Linked DNA regions of Mus musculus: regions 1, 2, 3 and 5 are each linked to region 4. A link is a contact called in public Hi-C, HiChIP or PLAC-seq and promoter capture Hi-C data. All regions are on one chromosome and are shown on one strand. Each heading gives the region's core, a stretch centred on a gene start, on an enhancer-like site or on the middle of the called end of the contact. The rest is flanking DNA. Distances are from core to core; before and after follow the strand shown. Region 1 holds the start of Dnph1 (2'-deoxynucleoside 5'-phosphate N-hydrolase 1). Region 2 holds the start of Mad2l1bp (MAD2L1 binding protein). Region 3 holds the start of Tjap1 (tight junction associated protein 1). Region 4 holds the start of Aars2 (alanyl-tRNA synthetase 2, mitochondrial). Region 5 holds the start of Crip3 (cysteine-rich protein 3).

The links. Promoter capture Hi-C pulls out the DNA fragments that hold promoters and counts their contacts. A called contact is a pair of places that touch in the nucleus more often than the background predicts. HiChIP or PLAC-seq counts read pairs in DNA pulled down with a chosen protein or histone mark.
Region 1: a Hi-C map of B cells shows a contact between it and region 4, with 8 read pairs. The contact joins the promoter of Dnph1 here to the promoter of Aars2 in region 4. A contact is called at or near these places in 2 of 39 promoter capture datasets (the 3T3-L1 cell line and liver) and 1 of 484 Hi-C or Micro-C datasets (B cells).
Region 2: a contact with region 4 is called in a promoter capture Hi-C map of pre-B cells, with 3 times the contacts expected there. The contact joins the promoter of Mad2l1bp here to the promoter of Aars2 in region 4. A contact is called at or near these places in 17 of 39 promoter capture datasets (the 3T3-L1 cell line, 3T3-L1-derived adipocytes, the C10 cell line and 11 more), 3 of 484 Hi-C or Micro-C datasets (cerebellum, muscle stem cells and pre-B cells), 3 of 115 datasets of contacts at active chromatin or transcription factors (astrocytes, bone marrow-derived macrophages and large pre-B cells) and 4 of 9 other capture datasets (adipose tissue, liver, macrophages and 1 more).
Region 3: a contact with region 4 is called in an H3K27ac HiChIP or PLAC-seq map of large pre-B cells, with 4 times the contacts expected there. The contact joins the promoter of Tjap1 here to the promoter of Aars2 in region 4. A contact is called at or near these places in 6 of 39 promoter capture datasets (the 3T3-L1 cell line, hippocampal neurons, liver and 2 more) and 2 of 115 datasets of contacts at active chromatin or transcription factors (large pre-B cells and pancreatic cancer cells).
Region 5: a contact with region 4 is called in a promoter capture Hi-C map of hippocampal neurons, with 2.3 times the contacts expected there. The contact joins the promoter of Crip3 here to the promoter of Aars2 in region 4. A contact is called at or near these places in 2 of 39 promoter capture datasets (hippocampal neurons and liver).

What each region holds. Positions count from the first base shown.
Region 1 is chr17:46,495,340-46,498,039 of GRCm38.p6, forward strand. Dnph1 (2'-deoxynucleoside 5'-phosphate N-hydrolase 1) reads left to right here and starts at 1,450. Exons shown (of 4, transcript NM_207161.3): 1 at 1,450-1,633. The coding sequence starts at 1,471.
Region 2 is chr17:46,152,228-46,154,927 of GRCm38.p6, forward strand. It overlaps Mad2l1bp (MAD2L1 binding protein), which reads right to left and starts at 1,324. Exons shown (of 3, transcript NM_025649.3): 1 at 1,216-1,324; 2 at 552-814. The coding sequence starts at 1,270.
Region 3 is chr17:46,281,651-46,284,350 of GRCm38.p6, forward strand. Tjap1 (tight junction associated protein 1) reads right to left here and starts at 1,376. Exons shown (of 10, transcript NM_001252474.1): 1 at 1,310-1,376; 2 at 696-789.
Region 4 is chr17:45,505,544-45,508,243 of GRCm38.p6, forward strand. It overlaps Aars2 (alanyl-tRNA synthetase 2, mitochondrial), which reads left to right and starts at 1,298. Exons shown (of 22, transcript NM_198608.2): 1 at 1,298-1,538; 2 at 1,976-2,167. The coding sequence starts at 1,311.
Region 5 is chr17:46,427,612-46,430,311 of GRCm38.p6, forward strand. Crip3 (cysteine-rich protein 3) reads left to right here and starts at 1,331. Exons shown (of 8, transcript NM_053250.2): 1 at 1,331-1,382; 2 at 1,708-1,802; 3 at 2,198-2,255; 4 at 2,350-2,481. The coding sequence starts at 1,340.

The DNA.
Region 1 (2,700 bases), core at 200-2,699, 990 kb after region 4:
AGAGCGGTGGCCATGGAAATGGTGGGGAGTCAGGCTCTAGAAAGTGTAACCGTCTTGCCCGATTCCATATCTCTGTACCCATCAATTAGAGCATTCCTTAGCCCTCGTCAGAAGAGCTTCTTTTTGCAGATTAATAGGGTCTCTCGGAGACTGTAGAGTGTTTGAATGTAAATGGGCCATCTCCATGGAAGAGTGGGTTGAAAGACAGAGGGACTGCCATGAAAACATTGTTTCTGGACATGACAGTGGGGTTACACACATAACTCATAGAAGCTATGACTGCCCGTGCACGATCAGGCTGGTCCAAACCCTACCCTGTGTGGAGAAGGGCCCCATGCCAATAGCTGAAGCGTTGCTGACAGCTAACAGCTGGTGAGGCAGGCACGACCCTGAGAGGCTGCCTGTACTTGTTCCAGTAGATGGTTCCACACCGGTGCACACATAGGTAGCACTAATGGGCTCAGTGGGTAGGGAGGGAAGCTGTAGAGATGGTTCAGTGGTTAACAGCACTGGCCACTCTCCAGAGGACCCAGGTTGGATTGTCAGCACCTGCATGGTGGCTCACTGTGTCTGTAACTCCAGTTTCAGGTTAGCTCATTGTGCTCTTTTGGCTTCTTGGGGCATCAGGCATGCACATGATGTAGAGATATAAACTCAGGCAAACCACCTGTCTTAGTTAGGCTTTTACTGCTGTGCACAGACACCATGACCAAGGCAAGTCTTATAAAAAACAACATTTAATTGGGTCTGGCTTACAGGTTCAGAGGTTCAGTCCATTATCATCAAGGTGAGAGCATGGCAGTATCCAGGCAGGCATGGCACAGGCATTGCTGAGAGTTCTACATCTTCATCCAAAGGCTGCTAGTGGAAGACTGAGTTCCAGGCAACTAGGGTGAGGATCTTATGCCCACACCCACAGTGACACACCTATTCCAACCAGGTCACACCTATTTGAACAAGGCCACACCTCCAAATGGTGCCACTCCCTGGCCCAAGGATAAACAAACCATCACAACACCTATACACATAAAATAATAAAATAATCAAAGATAATAATTATTTTAAATAATAAATAAAAATGAAGTTGGTGTAGGGGATAGAAGATGGATTGGAGGGGAGAGAGAGACTGGGTTAGATTTGATTAAAACACTACATACATGTATGAATAATAAAATATTTTTAAAATAAGTTAACAATCTTTTTTAAATTTTGGAAAGATTAATGAGAGCCAATCACAGTTGCCTATGGATCCCGTACAGAGTTTGAGAGCACTGAGATCCGTACAGAACTACTTGAATAGCTAGGAGCTGGGGAGGGGCAGGTCACGGGGAGGAGTCAGAACTAATGAGCGGGTTGGCTCGGGAAGAGCCTATCCGGGAAGAGAGCGAGCTTGAAGAAGGTCCCCTTACCTCTGGGAGTCGCTTTCCCAGGTCACGTGGTAGCGGCGGCAGCGGTTGCCCGCGCGCGGCGATGGCGGCATCCGGGGAGCTGGTTCCATGCTCTGTGTACTTCTGCGGGAGCATCCGCGGCGGGCGGGAAGACCAAGCTCTGTATTCGCGGATCGTATCCCGGCTGCGGCGCTATGGGAAGGTGCTCACTGAGCACGTGGCTGATGCTGAGTTGGAGCCGCGTGGTGAGGCGACGCGGGCTGGAGACTCGCAGGCTGGGGACCTGTAGGCTAAGGGGACCGGCTGACTAGGGACTTGCCGGATAGGAGACCCACTGGCTAGTAGACATTCAACCTGGGGAACCCGCAGCTCATGTGACCCGCAGGCTAGACCGGAGGCTAGGGGATCTGCAGACTAGGACCTCGTAATGGTTAGGGGACCGGCTGGCTATGGAAGGTCCTGGATTATATGTGTACGTTCCATGCGCAGGTCAAGTGTCCCTGTCCAGCACACTGGAAGCAAGTGACAGCCCAGACCCAGCTTTGGGCTAGCAAGGCTTTGATAAGCTGGTCTGGATAAGCACTCCTCCAGTAGGAAAGTTGTACCTAGAACTCTTGTATTTCTGCTCCAAAAACTTTTAAGTAGATCTCCCTTGCCCCATGCAAGAACAAACTCCTAAGCTGTGGACTCTAAAGCAATTCTGGGAGAATCTTTTAAAAGACAAAGAATCAATCGTAGGCAAAAAATGCCAGGGGATTGGAAAGAACCTGTTTGTGCTTATGCTTGGCTAGCGCATGGTGTGTTTTGTTGATAGTTCTCCACCTTCAGCGCCAATGTCAGCACTCTGGAGGCAGAGGGTAGGATGAGTTCCAGGCCAACCTGGGCTACAGAGTTAACCCCTGTCTCAAAGAAATGAGACAAAACAGTCTACAGAGTGTGATAGCCTGGAGAAAACCTTTGAATCTGGGTTTTCTCCCCTAGTCACTTTTCTTGCTTTTTCTTTTTCTTTTCTTTATTTTGGAAACAGGCTGTCATAAACGCACAGTGACGTCAGACTTGTAGCCAAGGATGGCCTTAGAACTCGCCATCCTCCTGCCTTCACCGCCCAAGTGCTAGAACTACAGGCACCTGCTGCTACACACAACTTGTTAGTTTGTTTTTTGAGACAGGGTCTCTCTACATATCCCTGGCCATCATGGTACTTACAGTGTAGACCAGGCTGTGTTGGAACTCACAGATTTCCCCAGCCTCTGCTCCCGGGGCTGGGATTAGTGCTATGAGCCATGATCCTCAGGCTCACAAAAGAAGTTTT
Region 2 (2,700 bases), core at 74-2,573, 650 kb after region 4:
ACCATCCCTAATGAGATCTGACTCCCTCTTCTGGAGTGTCTGAAGACAGCTACAGTGTACCTACATATAATAAATAAGCACACGCCTTTAATCCCAGCACTTGGGAGGCAGAGGCAGGCGGATTTCTGAGTTCAAGGCCAGCCTGGTGTACAAAGTGAGTTCTAGGACAGCCAGGGCTATACAGAGAAACCCTGTCTCAAAGAAAACCATAAACAAACAAACAAACCCTTGTGCCAGAGTGAGCAGGGCCGGAGCGGGCAGAAAATGTCCTGAGTTTGATTCCCAGGAATCACATGATGGCTCACAACCATCAGTACAGCTCCAAAAAGAACTAATAATATCCTCATACAACCGGTAATAGGAAGAGTCTCAGAAAAAGAACAAGAGAAAAAAGGGAGAGACCCAAGTGCAGAGAAAATGAGGCAAGGAAGGCTCTGCAAAAGCCTAGACTTGCAGGGAGGCTGAAGACATCTTAGGTCACTTTTCTACTTCCCCATCATCTATGAGCCACAAAGTCTTCCCACCAATTTTCTCAGAAAGCCTGCACATACCTGGGGAACTTTCCGGTAGAAGTGCTTCAGCTGTTCATAGGGCAGAGGGAGCTGATGGCGCTGGTACAGGATATGCTTGAGAAGTTCACAAGTAAACTGGCAGCAGTCTTCCTGGCTCACAGGCCCGGGAAACACCACCGGCACCAGGTCTCTTGGGCAAAAGGGCTCCGCAGGATTGGAAGGTTCCTGGGCTGGCGGGATGACAGTCTCAAGATCTACTTCAGGAGCATGAGTTTCTTCCGGCTTCTCATACCAATCCAAATCTAGTCCATAAGTGAAAAGGTAAAGAAAGGGGAGGGGTTGTCAAAGTCAGCGTTAGTCTTAGCGTTCCCAGAGGCTCCATCAGCAGACACTCCCATAGGTGACAGGAAACCTGATACTGGCCGGGGACGATTTAAGTGACATCAGGGACAGGAAAGGGGGCTTTAGAAGACTGAGACTAATGTTTCGGTATGAAATATCAGGGGCAGAACACCCAAGGGGACAGGGCAGGAAAAACAATTCCACTTAAGGGCGAGGGAGTGACTTGCAGAGATAGGGCGGACTGGGACACCAGGAACAAGGACAGAAAGGAACGACGGAGGAAACGTCAGCCACTAAATGCATCTGGGGAGGTAGCAGCAGGGAAGAAACGAGTCCCCAAGTTATGGATCCCACGCCTTACTTGGGGCAGCAGCAGGGGACAGTTCGGACATATCCTCCTCACCGGACGCAGCCATCGCGACTGCCAGCCTAGTCGTCCTGCGGTTAAAATAGACGCCCCGCAAAGAATCATGGGAAGCTTAAGCTCCACTTCCGGCTCTTACCAGCCAGAAGGGACTCAGCGCAGCCGCTGAATGGTGGAGGTTGGAGATGACTTGAACCACACCCAAGCCGGGGAGCTCTTGGCCCCTCCCACTTAGGCGACCCAGTCGTCCCCTGGGGCTGGGGATGCCTTCATTTTTTTTTTTTTTTTTTCTCAGCAATAGTTTCCAGCACCCACCCCGCCCCCAACCCCCCATTCTGGAATGTCCTTAGAGATAGAGCCAAGATTAAGTAAACTAGAAGTTCACCTACCCCTCCCTGGAATTCGCTTAATAGTGCTTTAAATCCAGCCTTTGAACTCACTTCGGGGTCTCTCTATCTTGGTAATGGGAGACTCCAGCATGTTGGACTTCTGCAGAATAAAACACTCTTTGTGTTTACATACTGTTTGAGTCTGGGTTATCTTTCTTGAGCAAATCATAGACCCTTTTTTTTTTTTCTTTTGGTTTTTCCAGACAGGGTTTCTCTGTATAGTCCTGGCTGTCCTGGAACTCACTTTGTAGACCAGGATGGCCTCGAACTCAGAAATCCACCTGCCTCTGCCTCCCAAATGCTGGGATTAAAGGCGTGCACCACCACGCCCGTCATAGACCCTTATAATACTATAAAGAGTTAAGGTTTTTAGCAGGACAGTGGCGGTGCACGCCTTTAATCCCAGCACTCAGGAGGCAGAGTTCCTGAGTTCCAGGCCTACCTGAATTGTTAAGGTGGTAATAGATAAACGGCATCAAGGTCATGACAGGAATTCCCAAGTGAAGTTTGAACTTGATCTCACATAGGGGGATGAATAAGCTTTTTCAAAGTAGGGCAGGAAGGAATCCTGGGAGATGCCACAGACATAAGGAAGCTTGCTGCCAAGCTCGATGACCTGAGTTCAAACAGGACCCACAAAGTGAAAGGAGAGACTAGAGTCCCTCTACACCACTATGTAACAGGCTCACTCACAAACACAAATGGGGAAGTGACGCGAGTACATTAACATGTTATGGCTGGGTATGGTCATATCAGCTTTAATCCCAGCACTGGGGAGGCAGAGGCAGGTAGATCTAGAGTTTGAGGCCAGCCTGGTCTACAGAGTGAATTCCAGGATATCCAGGGCTATACTGAGAGTCCCTGTGTCAAAAAAAAAAAAGGGGGGGGGTTTATAAGGTCAAACATGTAACGATAATAAATAAGTTCTTTGTTGTTGCTGTTGTTTTTCAAGACAGGGTTTCTCTGTGTAGCCCTGGCTGTCCAGAACTCATTCTGTAGACCAGGCTGGCCTCGAACTCAGAAATATGCCTGTCTCTGCCTCCCAAATGCTGAGATTAAAGGCGAGCGCCACCACTGCAGGGCAAAGAAGTTC
Region 3 (2,700 bases), core at 126-2,625, 780 kb after region 4:
TGAGTCCTAGCCCGACTTTCCCTCACCTGGGACACAGCTCCCCCAGGCCACAACCAAGGAACACCAATAACATCTTCTTACCAAAAAGGAAAAAAAAATGCCAAAGCAGACATGCACCAGGAGTGAATTCGGGAGCTGCTCATAGAAATGACCTAAACGTCGGTGAACCCCATCAGAAAGTTGATTGTGACTCCCCATCGTCTGCCACCCACCGCAGGTCTACTACTTCCAGGCAGAATGGCACATTTGACAACTTGAGGGGGAAAATGGAAGAAGACATGGTAACACAAACAGGGAGCTGCTTTGTGACAAGAATCCGCCAGAATACTTTCAGCTCACTCTGCATAGAGAGTTCCAGGCCAGGAAGAGCTACCCTGTGAGACCCTATCTCAAAAAACAATAAACAAAACAATTAAGAAAGGAAGACTATTTTTAGTGGACCGTCTACTTGCCCAGAGTTGTTTATACAGCTGAAGGCAAGCAACACTCAACTCTACACCAGCTCCCACAAGGTAGCCAGCAGTCTTACCAAACACCAACTAAAGATCACAGTCAAAACAAAAAACAAAAAAACAAAAAACAAAAACCTCTGTAGAAGAGCAAGCAAACTTCTCGGATTAACTGATTCACCAAATCCATGGATCCTCTCCCAGGGAGATTATCGCTCAAAACCCTGCCTCTGCAAACCATCTTACCCGCTCTGGGGTTGGGCTGGGGCAAGTTGCTACCTCTTCTTTCCAAGCAGGCAATGTGATTTCTTCCAGTCCCTGGGGCCCTTGGGTCTTCAAGCTGAAATGGGGGCAGACGTTGCTATAGGGGCTATGGGTAAGGCTAATCTAAGCCTGGAAGAGGGTCACACGACTGGCTTCGGTCCCCTCCTTGGGAGACCCGCCCTGCACGCTCCACATCTCACTCCTACCCCTTCCCGACTACGAGAGCCATCTCCCCTCCCACCGGCCTGGGGGAGTCAGGCCTCTGCCTCGCGCTCCAGGCTTCCTTACTCTGAGAGAAGTAACTTTTTCAATCCGTGAGCGATTGCTCCTCCAGAAGCCGAACCACACCTATTTCTGGCTACCCCCCACCCCCGCCCCATCTCCTCCCCTAGGGCTGCCACCAAATTCCAGGCTCCCTCCCCTCCGCCCCCATCGGCATTTTTTTTTCTTTCCGCCTCCAACCCTCCTCCATCCTGGCATCCTAGTTCTCCACCTCGGAGCTGTTCCCTCCCTCCATCTCTACTCCATGCTAGAGTTCCGCAAACCCCCTCAACTCTCGCCACCCAGCGCGACTACTCAAAAATCCCACAACAAACTTTCTGCCGGGGCCTCTCCTTCAGGCAGCCATCTTGCCGCGGGGCAGGCCGGGTAGGGGCCTGGACCGCGGGAATCCCCACGCACCGGGCGCCGTGCGTCATCGGAGGGGCGGGCCTGGGGGCGGGGCCTCGGGGTAAAGCGTTAGGACTCCTGGTGATGCTGGGAAAGTGGGAATCTCCTCCTTTGCAGACCTGGTAAGGGAAGAAGGAAGTCGGTGTTGGAAGTAGGACTCAACAGTGAGAAAGGGGAAAAGGCTGGTACTGTGGGAAAAAATAGAGAACAACGCTTAAAAAATACAAGATGCTTCGTATACAAAGAAAAATACCAACACACCCCTCCACGTACCCCGACTCTCATTGCCACTCCCACCCATCAGGCCTCATTGGCTGGCCTTGGAATGTGAACTCACTTTGTACCTTGAACTCACAGAGAGCCTCTGGCTTCTGACTTCAGGGTGCCACACAAGGCAAAGGAAAATGCCAGCTTTTCATCTCAACGGAAGATAACGCACGACCCAGTCTCTACCACCCTTTTCAACCGTGCTTCCCACCTCTCCCAAAAGTCTTCAGGTTCTTAAATTGTCTTGTGTTATCAGAAAATCAAGCCTTGAGATCTGCAATCCAGTTCCTCCACTCAGGAGGTCAATTTTATACTGTTTTTGGAGGGAGGGGAGAGTCAGCCCAGGCTGACTTCAAATTCATTATGTAGCCCAGGCAAGCATCGAGACGCACCTGGTATTACGGGTATTAGACGGTAGGCCCAGTTTTCAGTTGCCATTCTTAAACTGTCAACGCTTCCAAAAAGCCTTCTCTTTGAAGCTCCTTTTACTAGACGGCTCTAACTAGTTACACCGAACTTTATAACAGATATCCTGTACCATAATTATTTATGAGTTTACTTTATGTGTATGTGCCCACGTCTCTGTATGTGCATGCAGGAGCCTGTAGAGGTCAGAAAAGGGTATGGCATCACCGGGAAATGGAGTTATAGGCAGTTGTGAACCACCATGTAGGTGCTGGGAGCTGACCTTGGGTCCTCTGCAAGGGCAGCAGATGCTCTTCACGGCTGAGCACCTCTCCGGTTCCAGAGTTGTTGTTTTACTTGCTGCGTCCCTTTGCCCTAACGTCTCTTCAAGTCAAAGAGCACGTGTGGATGTCCCATAGCAGGTGCACAGCCCACAACAGTGGTTAGGCAGCAGGTTTTCCTGGGGCCTGCTAAGCATGTTGAGGCTTCCGGCTTTCTGTTTCCTGTGGCTGGAATGTTCTCCTTCTAGGGAGTCACCAACAGGTGTGTCCTTGTTCAAATGATCACGTCTGTGGTCATTCAGGATCCCAGTCACACACACACACACACACACACACACACACACCCAACTGCTTCATTTAACGTT
Region 4 (2,700 bases), core at 48-2,547:
CAGAATTCACTATTGCTATAGAAACTCAAGTCCAAAATAGACTATGTATTCCCCGAAAAGAAGCTGTGCTTCAAAAGTTCAAAAGACCCAAATAACACACAAAGACTGGTGGCCAAAAGAGCCCCCTGGGTGGCCAAGGCTGTCCTTCTGACCACAAAGACCTCAGTTCTGTAACCTCTAGTGCAGTGGCTCTCAACCTTCCTAATGCTTCAACCCTTTAAAACAGTTCCTCATGTTGTGATGGCCCCTAACCATAGAATTATTTCATTGCTACTTCATAACTGTAATTTTGCTATTGTTACAAATCGTAATGTAAATGAATGATATGCAACCCTATGTGGTTGCAACCCACAGGGTGAGAACCACTGCTCTGTTGGGTCTTAAACTTGGCAAATCCCTTTCTCTTCCTAGATCTGCTAACTTTCCCAGACTAAAGGTCAAGCAAGGTCATCATGAGAAGTCCTTGAGCTGTCTAGCTGCACCCACAAGGTCTGTTACCATAGAAAGGAAGTCAAGGGGACTGGGCCTGCCAGGACAGGTATCTCTTTTCTCTCAGCAAAATTCAAAGCCTCAGGGCCCTGGGAGGCTCATGGAAAGCCATCGCCACAGCTCTCAGCCAACAGCTTTGTCCTGACCTGTCGACCTGGATTCTCTCATCCCCAAGCAAATTAAAAGACCAAATGTCATTAAGCAATTAATAATGGAGCAGATGCAGTCTGGCTTCTGTGTCTCCACCAGACTCCTGCTCCAAAGAACCTGCTTCAGTCCCTAAGGACAAAGTGGCTCTGCAAACCGAGGGCAGAAGAGGACCTGGCAAGGTCTTAGAGCAGTGCCTGGCACTTACGCAGGGTTCTTGACCACCTCTTGAATACTCACGATCCCTTGGCACTCTTCAGCCTGGATCAGCACAAACCACACGGTCCACGCACCGAATTGCACCCACACCTGTTCCTTTGCAACTCCACAAAATCAATAGCACAACAACCATTACTGCCAGAATACAGATTTTGGAAGCAGAGGCATTGTGTTAATATTGCTACTAACGTTCAAAATACAGCCTAGCATGTAATGATCTTTTTATAATTATCTGTTCAATCCTGGATGAATTAAGGGCCTACTCTATGCAAAGTTACGGTATGCTGAGCCGCTCGCCAGGGGAAGAAGTCCCCTTCTTGGGGAAACACTTTCACTAGAAGCTGAGACTTGCCCCCCCCCCAAGTCTTCCACCCGCCAGGGGCCGCTGTAGGAAACACTAGGCGTCCTTTCGAACGTCACTCTTTGACCCCGCGAAGCCGTTGCCCGGAGCTAAGATGGCGGTGGCGTTGGCTGCCGCAGCCGGTAAGCTGCGGCGAGCCATTGGGAGGTCGTGCCCATGGCAGCCTTTCTCAACCGAGCCCGGTCCACCCCACGGAGCGGCCGTGCGGGACGCCTTCCTGAGCTTCTTCCGAGATCGCCACGGCCACCGGCTCGTGCCCTCCGCTACCGTGAGGCCGCGCGGCGACCCCAGCCTGCTTTTCGTCAATGCAGGCATGAACCAGGTAGGGGCGGGGCCACACCGATCGGGGGCGGAGCTCGGGAGTCAGCCTGAGAAAAGCGCTTCAGGATTGGACCAAAAAAGTGAGGGGCGGAACTCTGAGTGGAAGAGAGGCTGGGTAAAATGGGGTGGGGGCCTGGTTAGGTCTTGGGGAATTAGCTTGGAAACTTGTGGGGAGAAATTAAGTTTATTATCTCTGGATAGCAGCTGTGAAGTCCTGAGGGGCAGGCTCTGAGTGGAAGACTATTTAAATAAATAAAATTCATCCATTGAGTAGACATTTATTGCACTCCTGCTAGGTGCTTGGTAATATTCTTGAAGCTTTGATTCTGTCCAACCACTTCCCTTATCTGTAAATTTTACTACTTTTTACTAGGCAGAGTCTCTTGTTTAAGTTCATTTACCTCTTCTCTACCCTTCCTGACTTTTATGTGCTTCTAGTTCAAGCCCATCTTCCTGGGCACAGTGGATCCACGAAGTGAGATGGCAGGCTTCCGACGTGTAGTTAATAGCCAGAAGTGTGTCAGGGCTGGAGGACGCCATAACGACCTGGAGGATGTGGGGCGTGATCTCTCTCATCATACGTTTTTCGAGATGCTTGGCAACTGGGCTTTCGGGGGTGAATATTTTAAGGTGAGTTTCCAGGGAGCTCTAGAGTTAAAGTCTTTGAACCCTGAGTGCTGGATGTTGTGACCAAGAGCTAAACACAGTGTGTTATAGGGGAGACAGAAAGATGACTGGGTTGGTAAAGTGCTTGTGGATTCCCCAGAACTCGAATTTAAAGTGCGGGCTAACGGTGTGTGCCTATGATGCTGGAATGGCCAGATGGGAGATGGAAACAGATCCCTGAAGAAGTTCACAGACAAGCTAGTCTGGCCAACATCAAAGTCCCAAGCTAATGAGAGACCCTGTTTTAAACAAAAATTAGCTCCTAAGTACAGTCACCCATAGTTGTCCTTTGACTTTCACAAGCACATGTCCACATGTTACAGGTGTGTACACCACACATACACGGGCACGGGCACACACATACACACACGACATCCAATAGGAAAGAATATGCCTCACTTCGCTGATTGAAGGAAGGGGTTGTCTCCTGCTTAATGGCTATTTAAAAGTTAGCTGAGCAGATAGCCAGGCAGCTGTATTGAGATTGTCATTGGACA
Region 5 (2,700 bases), core at 81-2,580, 920 kb after region 4:
CACAACCATCTGTACAGCTACAGTGTACTCATATACAAAAATAAGTAAATAAATCTTTTTAAAAAGACATCTTTTAAAAAAATCTCATCTGAATAACTGCATAACTGGTAAAAAAATAATGTTTATAATAAAGTCTGCTTTAAAAGTTAAAATGCATTCTACAACTTAAATTTATTCTATCAATGATTTGGGGGCAGTGGTTTCTACGGGGTTTTTTTAAATTAATTTTGTTATTTGTCAGTTTCACAAGTCTGTAATGTAGTCTGATTTCTGCCATCCTACACACCATCTCCTGTCTCATTTTGAACACTACCACTTGGGTCCCTACTGTTCCTTCCCAGGTTCATCATCTTCAGTTTGTGTTTTGTTCTGTGACCCATTTAGTTTAACCGGAGCCATCTGTGTGACCATTGGGTTGGAACTATCCCTCACCTTCTGGGGTGATCATTGGTGACTCCACAACATTTTACACTCTTTTTTTTTTTTAAAGATTTATTTATTGTTATATGTAAGTATACTGTAGCTGTCTTCAGACACACCATAAGAGGGCAACAGATCTCATTACGGATGGTTGTGAGCCACCATGTGGTTGCTGGGATTTGAACTCAGGACCTTCAGAAGAGCAGTTGGTGCTCTTAACCACTGAGCCATCTCGCCAACCCCCCATTTTACACTCTTAAACTAAGTTAGAAATATGTGGCTGGTGTTTAACAGATGTGATAATCGTATGAGCAGGTTGTAGACCAGCTGTACGTAGGGGCACATTTTGGGACTTATAGACCGGGATGTGAGTTCTATATATATGCACAGGGTTCTTCATGGTGCTTGCATAGCAGTTATGTGCCTGGCACTGCGCTGTTGAGATTAACTTGCCCAGTTCTCATTACAACCCTGTGCCATGGAGACTGTTACCATGTTACTACTTCCAGTACAAACAAAAAATATGGTTTAGCGAAGATGGCCTTCACATTCCCTTGCTTCCGGCCCTCCTCCACTAAGGAAGAATTAAACCACTTAAAGAATGCCTGATGGTGCCTTTTCTTGCTTCTCACTGACCAGAGAGGCCATTGAACTCAGGGCTCCCTCCCTCCCAAGTCTGTATCCCACTTTGAAGTTCTTTAAAGTAAGTTGATAAGTCTCAGGGTCCCTCAGTTCTAAGTTTGTGTGTGTGTGTGTGTGTGTGTGTGTGTGTGTGTGTGTGTGTGTGTGTGTGTGCCCAATGAGCAGCCACAACTCAAACGGGCTCAAAGCTGAATAGTGGGCAGGGCTGGTGGAGGGGCGGGGCATATCAGCGGGCTCCTATAGTTGCTGCTTGGACTAAGCTATCTCATGAAGAACCATGAGCTGGACTTGTCCGCGTTGTCAGCAACCCGTTTACTTTGGTAAGGCTGGGACCTAGGAGGAGTAAAGGCAACCTTGAGCCCCCGGGTCCCCTGTATTTGTGTGTGTGTGTGTGTGTGTGTGTGTGTGTGTGTGTGTGTGTGTGTGTGTCTCTCGCGCGCGCTTGCGCTTGAAAACAAAGTGCCTGCCACACCTCCAAGAGCCCAAGCAAGAGACACCAGGGTGGGATGGAGCTTCTTCCTGGAAACAATATTCATTGTCTCCAGGGAGCGAGGCTGGCTGGGCCGGTTTTCCCAGAAGGCTGAAAGGGCAAAAGCAGGGCTGGGCTGGATTTTTTGCAGCCCGAACCCACCTTGTTCCCCACAGCTGAGAAGGTGAGCTCCTTAGGCAAGAACTGGCACCGTTTCTGCCTGAAATGTGAGCGCTGTCACAGCATCTTGTCCCCTGGCGGGCATGCAGAGGTGAGGCCTGGCCAGGGTGACAGTCCTCTGTCACACCCCTACTCCTATAGACCCCAATTTCAGCCTTGGAGACCTGTCAAAGGCAAAGGAACCTCCACAAACAAGCTCGGGGTGACCCACCCATTGAGCCTCATGTGAGCCAGAGTTTGACAGGCTCAGAGCTGCTGCTGACCCATGGTTCTGAGGGAGGGGTACGCAGCTGCTCTGTCTCCCACCTCTACCCCTATTCCACAATGGCAATTGGACACGCTAGCCTACCACCCATCCCTACAAGATCCATCAGACTAGCTGCAGTGCACATATGCACCTGACAGCTTGGATTGAGAAAGCCTGTACAGGCATGCATGTCCCTTTGGCCCTGAGTGACCCTTCCCTCTGCCTGTGCTTGTGCCCAGCACAACGGGAGACCATACTGCCACAAGCCTTGCTATGGGGCTCTCTTTGGACCTAGAGGTAAGTTCCAGCCTAGAAGGGGCCAGGGGCCACAAACTTTCCTTGTGGCTAGGAACTAGAGCCTGACCTCCATTATTGGGTCTTCTCTCTGCAGGGGTCAACATTGGTGGTGTGGGCTGCTATCTCTACAACCTCCCAACTCCCCCTCCTGCCAGCCGCATTTCCCTCAGCCCCAGCAACTTTAGCCCCCCCAGGCCAAGGACTGGCCTCTCCCGGGCCAAGAAAAGTAAGTGAAGGCAGGCGTTAGTTGTTCTCCTTCTGACCCTTCCTCAGGCTGCAGTAGACACTGTGGTCCTGTTGCTGGCCCTGTTTTTCTGCTCTCGTGTGAGTTGAGTTTAAAAGGTAAATTGGACAGATAGCATGATCACCCTCATTTTACAAGAGATGCCCAGAGAAGACAAATGACCACCAAGCAGAAGCAAGGCTGGCCTAGAAATTGGGCCCC